Linked DNA regions of Hordeum vulgare: regions 1 and 2 are each linked to region 3. The links are chromatin contacts, called in public Hi-C maps. All regions are on one chromosome and are shown on one strand. The core of a region is the stretch at or near the end of the contact, and the rest is flanking DNA. Distances in the headings are between cores, read along the strand shown. Region 1 has its middle 130 kb from the start of LOC123452224. Region 2 has its middle 120 kb from the start of LOC123397479. Region 3 has its middle 12 kb from the start of LOC123395420.

Region 1 (2,700 bases), core at 196-2,695, 370 kb before region 3:
TAATATTTTAGGATGGATCAAATGACCTTTTTGTAAGGTATGTATGTAGTGATGCTGATTTTCTGTTAGATATTTATATTTTTCTCTTAAAACTAGTTAAAAGTTCATAAAACTACATTGCTAATTATAAATAAAAAGACTCACTATATGTGTTTCCTCTACTATTTTTGTCAAAAAAGAAAATTAGTTAAAAGTTAGAGAAGTTAATATTCTTAGAAACTAATACACTTTGCATTTTTCAATGGAGGGAGTAATAAGGACTTCATGCATTGGTTACTCTGGTATTTGTTTTCCCGGAAGCTCCTACCTGTCGCATTTTGCGGTAGGGAGTCGCTCGGGCGCACAGGGTCGTAACCCGACTGGGCCGGCCAAGTTTTCTTTCATTTTCCAATTATTTTTTCTGTTTCATTTTTTCTTTTTATGCTTATTTCCTTTATTTTTTGGTTCTTTTTTTCTTTTTCCGTTTTATGAAAACGAAAAAATGTTGAACTTCCTAATTATTTTTTGAAATGTGAAGATTTGTTAAAATAGAGAACAGATCTAAAATCGCGAACAAATTTTTAATGCACGAACATTTTATTAATCTTGAGAACAAAATTTTCAAACAGATAACAATTTTGAAAAACCCCGACCAAATTTAGAAGTACGAATTTGTTTTAAAACACGAATAATTTTTAAATCTAGAGAATTTTCTGGAAAATGAGAACAAGTTTACAAAAACTTAAAAAAATACGTAAACGCGAAGAATTTCTGAAGATACTAAAAAATATGAAAAACAAGATTTGTTTTCAAAAACAAGAACAATTTTCCAAAATCCAGAACATTTTGAAATTATTGAAAAATGAAATGTTTTAAAAAATTAAACACTTTATAAAATCAAGAACATTTTTCAAAATGTAAGTACAATTTTTGAACATGAACTTAGTTTGAAAATTGAACAGAATATAGATGTTTGGTCTATTTTTTTAAAACACTGAACATTTTTTGAAAATACAGTATTTTTTATAAAAATACCAAAAGTTGATTAAAAAACAAAAAAATATAAAATACTGAACATTTTTTGAAGTTATGAATGTTTTGGAAAAACGGCAATTATTTAAAATTTAAAACATTTTCTTAAAAAGCAAAAACAGATACTGAAAGAAAAAATGTTAAAAATCCAGAACATTTTTTGAGACAGAAACAGAAAGGAGTAAAATAAAGGAAAAATAAAACGAAAAAGGAAATAAAACTCAGTTCAGAAAGGTTTCAAAATTGGGATCAGTGAAGCGTTAATGTACGAACCCATTAAAATTCCTCACCTTCCTTTTCCTGTGCGTTTGCCCGATTCTCTGTAAAGAACGGCAAATAGGAGATTCCTGTTTCGTGGGTGCTATACATGGGAGAGCGTAGTCAGCGCTGGCTAGCTCCCCTGGCGCTCGCAGGCGGCACGTAGCGGGCCGGCCCAGTCAACCAGCTGACAAAAAAATGCAAAAGATATACCTGTCAATAATTCATGAGTAGTGCGGATCGAATTGTGCATGTCCAAGTAGCATCCACTCGGCCCGACCACTACACTAGGCTCAGTTTTGAGGTTCTCAAATAGGAAATGATCCTACTTGACACAGCGTCGTGTCTTCACCACTAGACCAGGCTGTGTTTTGTCGATTACTACTGGAAAATAATCCTACTTTACCCATCTCTAGATAAATAATTTGAATAAAGAAAGGTAAATTCAAACATTAATTAACGAATTAAAAAATGTTCATCAATTTGAAAAAAGTTCACGAAAATGAAAAAAGGTCACCAGTTTTGGAAAAGTTCACAAAAATAAAAAAACACTGAAGTAACTTTAAAAATAAGTTCATCCAGTTTTCGAAAAAGATCATTTAATTTGAAAACAGTTCATAAATTTTAAAAAACAATTGATCAAACTTTGAAAAAAATGATGAAATTAAAAAACAGTTCATCAAATTGGAAAAAACTAATCGAATTAGAAAAAACATCAACTTTTAAATATAGTTCACTAAAATTTAAAACATGTTCACTGATTTTGAAAAACAAATCATAAAAAGTTGGAAAAAAATATAATCAATTTGGAAAAAATTCATGCACTTAGGACAAGTACAAAAATGAAAGTCGATAAAGGAAGAAACTAAGAAGAACAAAAGGGAAAAAACGAAAATGGAAAAAAGTTCATCAATTTTGAAAAAGTTCGTCGATTTTCATAAAAAGTTCACTAATTTGAGAAAAAAATCATAAATTTGAAAAAGTTACGGTATTTGAAAAGGTCCACTAATTTAAAAAAGTTCATGGATCAAAAAAGTTCATGCAAATTTTGCGAAATTCAAAATAATTCTTGAAAATTGAAAAAAGTTCATCATTTTCATAAAAAGTGCACGAATTTTGAAAAAAGTTCACGGAATTTTAAAAAGAATTCAACTGTTTTGAAAAAGTTCATCTAATATGAAAAAAATGTTAATAAAAGCGAGTTATTTTTTGACATAATTAGAAAAAAATAAAAAGGAACAAAAAAAGAAAAAAGAAAGACGAAAACAAAAAGAAGAAAGACGAAAGAAAGAAGAAAACTCGGAAGAAGTTGACACGGAGATGAGGTTGGTGTAGTGCTTGTCGCGTGGTTGGTGAAACCCTTGCGTCTCGGGATCGAGTCCGACCAGACGCATTCAGTATTTATCATTTTTGCGGCTTTACACACAGAAC
Region 2 (2,700 bases), core at 44-2,543, 330 kb before region 3:
GGGAACGACGCCGTAGAGCATCGCCATCGCTGGCCTTGCCATCTAGCCAAGAGCAGGTTTTCACATAGATCTGTTCGAAGAACTCCATCCAGCTTCTTGTGCACAGGTCGCCGCCTTCTCTGCTGGAGACTAGATCAAATGATCCAGCCGCCACCACCTGAACGGCCGAAGCACCACCACGGTGCCAAAGCAGCCCGACATTGACTGGACTGCAAGTGGGAAGACGGAGACTGCAAAGGTGACACCTTCAAGAAGGTAACGACGCGTAGGCGCCGTCGTCACCCGCCACGACCAAAGTCGGATCACGGATTTCACCAACAGCCGCCCGTCCCAACTCCATGCACAGCCAGCTGGCCGACCACCTCCGACGAAGAAGAAGGCCACCACCACCAAGCCTAGGGCCGGCGCCCCAGACATCCTCGTGTTGCAGATCAAGTCCATGAGCAGTGCACCACTGACGGCGATTCAGATCGATAGCACATCGAATCAGCCCGACTGAGTCAAGGACAGATCCGTTGCTGCTAGTGCCGTCCTCCTACGCCGCCGCCGCACCACAGCCATGCCGCTGCCGATCTGCGTCACCGCCGCCGATCTGGCCGGAAAGGAGCGCCGCCTTTCAACCAGATCGAGATCCGAGGAGAAAACCGCTGCCGCCGCCACGCCACAAGGGCTTTGCCGTGTGACGCCCCGGACGACAACGGCGGAGGGGAGATGAGGTGGGGGCGGCTATAGGAGGAGGGCGGGGGCTCCCCGGTGCGGGGCGGCGCCGCCGCACGGGGAAGAGGGGGGGGGGGGGGGGGCTGTACGGCGTGCATGGGCATCATATCGGCGGTTGCGCACATGTATGTGATCCGAAAATTGCAATGGTTGGATGCTGGACAAGTGGACAGGTGGTCACTTTGTCTCCTTCCCTACCACGACATGGCCTACATAAATCTCGCCGGCCGCATACACCGTTTCCCTGCAGAAACAGCCATTTGAACGACAGTCCGCTGCCACTAATTATTCCGGGCACACTTGACCTGATTAAAGTGTAGAACCTTAATTTGTACTCACACATCTGCCATATCCAAGGCTTCATGTCTTGTTGCTAACAGCTAGTAGATGGTGGTTAGAATCGACAAATCACTGCACATGGCTTCATTTGTTGTTGCCTCTAGCACATGAACTCGCACGATAGATTGTTAATGCAGACTAAGAAATGCATGCATCCGCGTAGCTTTCGGCTACATGTCGGCACACTTGATCGATCTGCGGAACGGCGGCCACTTCGCAGTCGGCGACACGTGTCAGCCTTAGGTGGGCCTGACCGGTCAAATCATTACGGACATGCGTATGTGCATGTATCCCGATGTTAATGCGCTCTAGGTCGATGTGATGAGGAGTCAGTGAAAAGCGGTTCGTGTTAATCTAATTAATTAAGTAGCTAAAATCTAAGGTCATATGATGGTCGATTGATCACATGGCAGACAGTGGAGTCCAAGCAATGTGTTTGATTCCCCCTGGTTAAACCTTTGATTTCTTGTCTGTTTGCAGCCGAAAGTGCATGTTTGGTTGCAGTTTTCATATCTTTTCTAGATTGTAGTAGCAAAAAATGTGGCAATAGGTAGAGCATCCTAGACGTGGAGTTTCTCAACTAGAGCTCAAATGATCTTGAACAGCAAAATAAAATTATATTAAAAAATAAAAAAAATCTGTTTTTTAACAAACATTGACAAATGTTTCAAGTGCTTGCAATTATTCGTGATGAAATCACATTCTTGTAAAGTGTGAAAAAATGAACAGTCTAAAATGCTACTTTCGAAAGTATTTTGGAGCATTTATTTTCTGCCACGAGTTCCAGAGGTGTAATTCTATGGTAAATTTTACAAACTCTAACATTTATCAAAGTTTGTAAAAAAATCAGTTCTTAAAAACAAATTTAATGTTTTTTGAGGAGCTCGCGTGCAGAAAGTTACTTTCTGAGCATCCTCAATTTTCACACACTACCCTCACCCTCAAGAAACGCAAGTATTTTGATCGCAACCTCACAACAAACTCAACAGTGCACGGATATCCATATTTTTTTCTTGTAGGTTCCCATATTTTGATACCAAATACAAAAAGGTATTCTCACCCAGCATATTCATATTAGAGAAAATGAACGACGGGACCCAAATCGACAGAATGAGAACATTCAGTGAGAGTCGTGCCTACCTCGACCACCCATCGTCGGCCCTACCATGCTTCGGTTGTCGGAACCCACAATAGCCCTTCCGTGACCCTCTCTGATGCCCCCAACTTAATCATGCCCTAATCATACACGCAAATGCATACGACCAAGATCAGGGACTCACAGAAAGATATCACAACACAACTCTAGACACAGATAAAAATAATTCAAGCTTTATATTACAAACCAGGGGCTACGAGGGCTTGAATACATAAGCTCGAGTATATACGAGTCAGCGGAAGCAACATTATATGAGTATCGGTGAACAAACAAGTTTTGCTTTAAGAAGGCTAGCACAAAAGAAAACATAGATCGAAAAGCAAGGCCTCCTGCCTTTGAGCTTCCTAACTACTCCTCGTCGCCGGCGGCCTTCACGGAGTAGTAAGCTCCGTCGGGGTAGTCGTAGTCGTCGGCGGGATCAACCGTCTCCTGGGCTCCGCCATCTGATCGCGGCAATCATATCGAGGGGGAAATGGGAAGCAAAGCAA
Region 3 (2,700 bases), core at 166-2,665:
TTTTTAATTCACACACATTTTTTATTTTGGCAAACAAAATCAATATTTTGAACCTTTTCCAATTCTGTGGTTGTTTTTTGAAAATAAACCGGTCAACTGATTAACGGTCAACCAGGTCAAACAGGTGAACCCGTAAATAGACCAGGTCGAGCACGTGAACTCAGTGAACAAAAAACCGTGCACGGCGAACAAAAAACCGTGCCAGCTCTGGTTTGATGGGCCGGCCCATGGGCAAAGTGGGTACGAGCGCTAGCTAGCTAATCGGTGCCGAACTCGCTGAATAGGAGCTCTCTGTTTTGTCTCAAAAAAAAGGAGCACTCTGTTTTTTCGGCGCTAGTTGGATGATCCCTAGTTGAATCTTGAATGCTGCCTTGTCTCGATCCGCGTGCCAGTAGGATCGTAGGAGCCATGTGGGTTCAGCTATCTTTCACGTGAAGACGGAGCCTCAATTAGATCTCGCTGTTGCTAAAGCCGGTGTAATCCTCAATTATGTTTGGCTTATGGAAGATATGAAGCGGTTGCAATCGGACCGCGACTTGTCATGATGCGTGCGCGAGAGAGACTCTGACTTGATCTCGCTGGAGGATTGAGGATAAATACAGTCTCATGCTACGTGGATTACTTCATTTCCTCTCAAATGTTGCTACGCCCACTGAAGACGACCATGCACAGTTACTTTTACATGAACGGCTGAATGATTGATTGGAGTAGAAGGGTTGTTCATGCATGCATGTAAAATATGGGCGATTGTGCACTTACGATTAGAAGATGAACAGATAGTAGGCTCAACAAATATAAGTGACCAAAATCCATCCTTATACCATGTTTACTTAGTAAGAATCAAAGAAAATTTCTCCCATTTTACGCTACTTAAACTAGAGAGGGAAGAGGGTAGCGAAGAGAGATGGAGATGTGCACGGACGACAAGTGGAAGCTGTCCAAGAAAGGCAGCCGGAGGTCGACAGCGGCAACATCGGCACCACCCACTGGCAATCCGGTGGGCGTAAGGGCCGGACTCTGAGGGGCTCGGGCAGGTCGGTGATGGGGCGGCTTACGAGCCTAGCCAAAGAGCAGAGGGCTAGGTTCTACATCATGGCATTTTTTATTTGGCGCCACATGCACTTTTTAAAAAATTAGTGAACTTTTCCTAAATTGGTTGATTTTTTTTTGTTTTCAATGATTTGTTCTTCAAATTGATGAACCTTTTTTCTAAATTGATGAACCTTTTTAAAGATATGAACTTTTTTTTTCAAATGGATGAACCTTTTTTAAATCTGTAAACCTTTTCTGATTTTATGTTTTTTTGTAACGAAAACAAAACTAGACAGCACTCTAATAGACCGGCCCGTGCTAACAGCGCTGCAGGCGCCAGATCATTGACGGACGCCTGCAGCGCTGCATATGAGCTCCCCTACATCGTGTGGGCAGCTCCTATCTGCCGCTCGCAGCGGCAGGCACCCCTGTGCCGCACAGGGGGACACCCGACTGACCGGCTCAGTTTTGTTTCTTTTTTCTGTTACTTTTATCCTTTTCAGTTTATTTTCTTTTTTTGGTTCGTTTTTTATTTTCTTTTTCCTTCTCTTTTTTATTTGAAGAAAAAACATTTTTCGAATTTCAATAACAATTTCGAAGAATCATGAACAAATTGGGTAGCGTGATTTTTTTTTAAAGCACAAACAGTTTTTAAATCTTGAGAACGAAAATATGAAAAGGAGAACAATTTTGAAAAACCTGAACAAATTTGAAAGAGCGAACAATATTTTTAAGGATGATCATTTTTTGAATTTTCAGAACAAATTAGGAAACCGAGGAAAAAATTTAAAAAACGTGAACATATTTGGAAGCGTGAACAATTTCTTAAAGCATGAACATTTTTTGAATCTTGATAACAAAATTTGGAAAAGGAAAACAATTTTGAAAAAATGCAAAAAAAATGAAAGTGTGAACAAATTTTTAAAGCACAAACATTTTTGGAATTTTGAGAACAAACTTTGAAACCGAGTGCAATTTAAAATAATGTGAACAAATTTGAAAGCACGAACAATATTTTAAAGTAAGAACATTTTTTGAAACTTGAATTTTTTTTGAAAAGGAGAACAATTTTGAAAAACCTCGAAGAAATTTGGAAGCGCGGACAAATTTTTAAAGCATGAACATTTTTTGCATTTTGAGGACAAATTTTGAAACTGAGAACAATATTAAAAAATGTGAACACATTTGGAAACACGAACAATTTTTTAAATACACGAACATTTCTTGAATCTTAAGAGCTAAATTTTGAAATGGATAACAATTATGAAAAACTCCAAACAAATTTGAAAGAGCGAACAATTGTATAAAGCTTGAACATTTTTTGTATTTTGAGAACAAATTTTGACACCGAGAACAATTTAAAAACAACATGAACTAATTCGGAAGCGTGAACAATTATTTAAATACACAATTGTTTTGGAAAACATAGCTAATTTCTTACTCTATAAATAAATTTGAATACAGGAGCATTTTACAAACATAGAACAATGTTTTTGTAAGAAAGAAAATTTTCCGAAATTTGTAAACAATTTTTTAAACGGAAACTTTTTGTACTTATGTACACTTTTTAAAACAGGAACATTTTTTGAACTAATGTACATTTTTTGAAACGCAAATATTTTTTAGAAAATGAAGAATATTTTCTAAACTTCCCAAACATTTGAAAAT

Evidence for each region. A called contact is a pair of places that touch in the nucleus more often than the background predicts.
Region 1: a contact with region 3 is called in a Hi-C map of seedling, with 2.6 times the contacts expected there. The contact joins two enhancer-like sites. A contact is called at or near these places in 3 of 6 Hi-C or Micro-C datasets (leaf and seedling).
Region 2: a contact with region 3 is called in a Hi-C map of leaf, with 2.6 times the contacts expected there. The contact joins two enhancer-like sites. A contact is called at or near these places in 2 of 6 Hi-C or Micro-C datasets (both in leaf).

What each region holds. Positions count from the first base shown.
Region 1 is chr5H:87,239,471-87,242,170 of MorexV3_pseudomolecules_assembly, reverse strand. No RefSeq gene overlaps it. Among protein-coding and RNA genes, the nearest start is that of LOC123452224, 130 kb to the left of the region's middle. Within about 2 kb of position 1,445, at least 3 of the 3 cell types and tissues checked have open chromatin away from gene starts, as enhancers often do. A contact at or near this core is called in leaf and seedling, where this site is marked.
Region 2 is chr5H:87,201,519-87,204,218 of MorexV3_pseudomolecules_assembly, reverse strand. No RefSeq gene overlaps it. Among protein-coding and RNA genes, the nearest start is that of LOC123397479, 120 kb to the right of the region's middle. Within about 2 kb of position 1,293, at least 3 of the 3 cell types and tissues checked have open chromatin away from gene starts, as enhancers often do. A contact at or near this core is called in leaf, where this site is marked.
Region 3 is chr5H:86,873,101-86,875,800 of MorexV3_pseudomolecules_assembly, reverse strand. No RefSeq gene overlaps it. Among protein-coding and RNA genes, the nearest start is that of LOC123395420, 12 kb to the right of the region's middle. Within about 2 kb of position 1,415, at least 3 of the 3 cell types and tissues checked have open chromatin away from gene starts, as enhancers often do. A contact at or near this core is called in leaf and seedling, where this site is marked.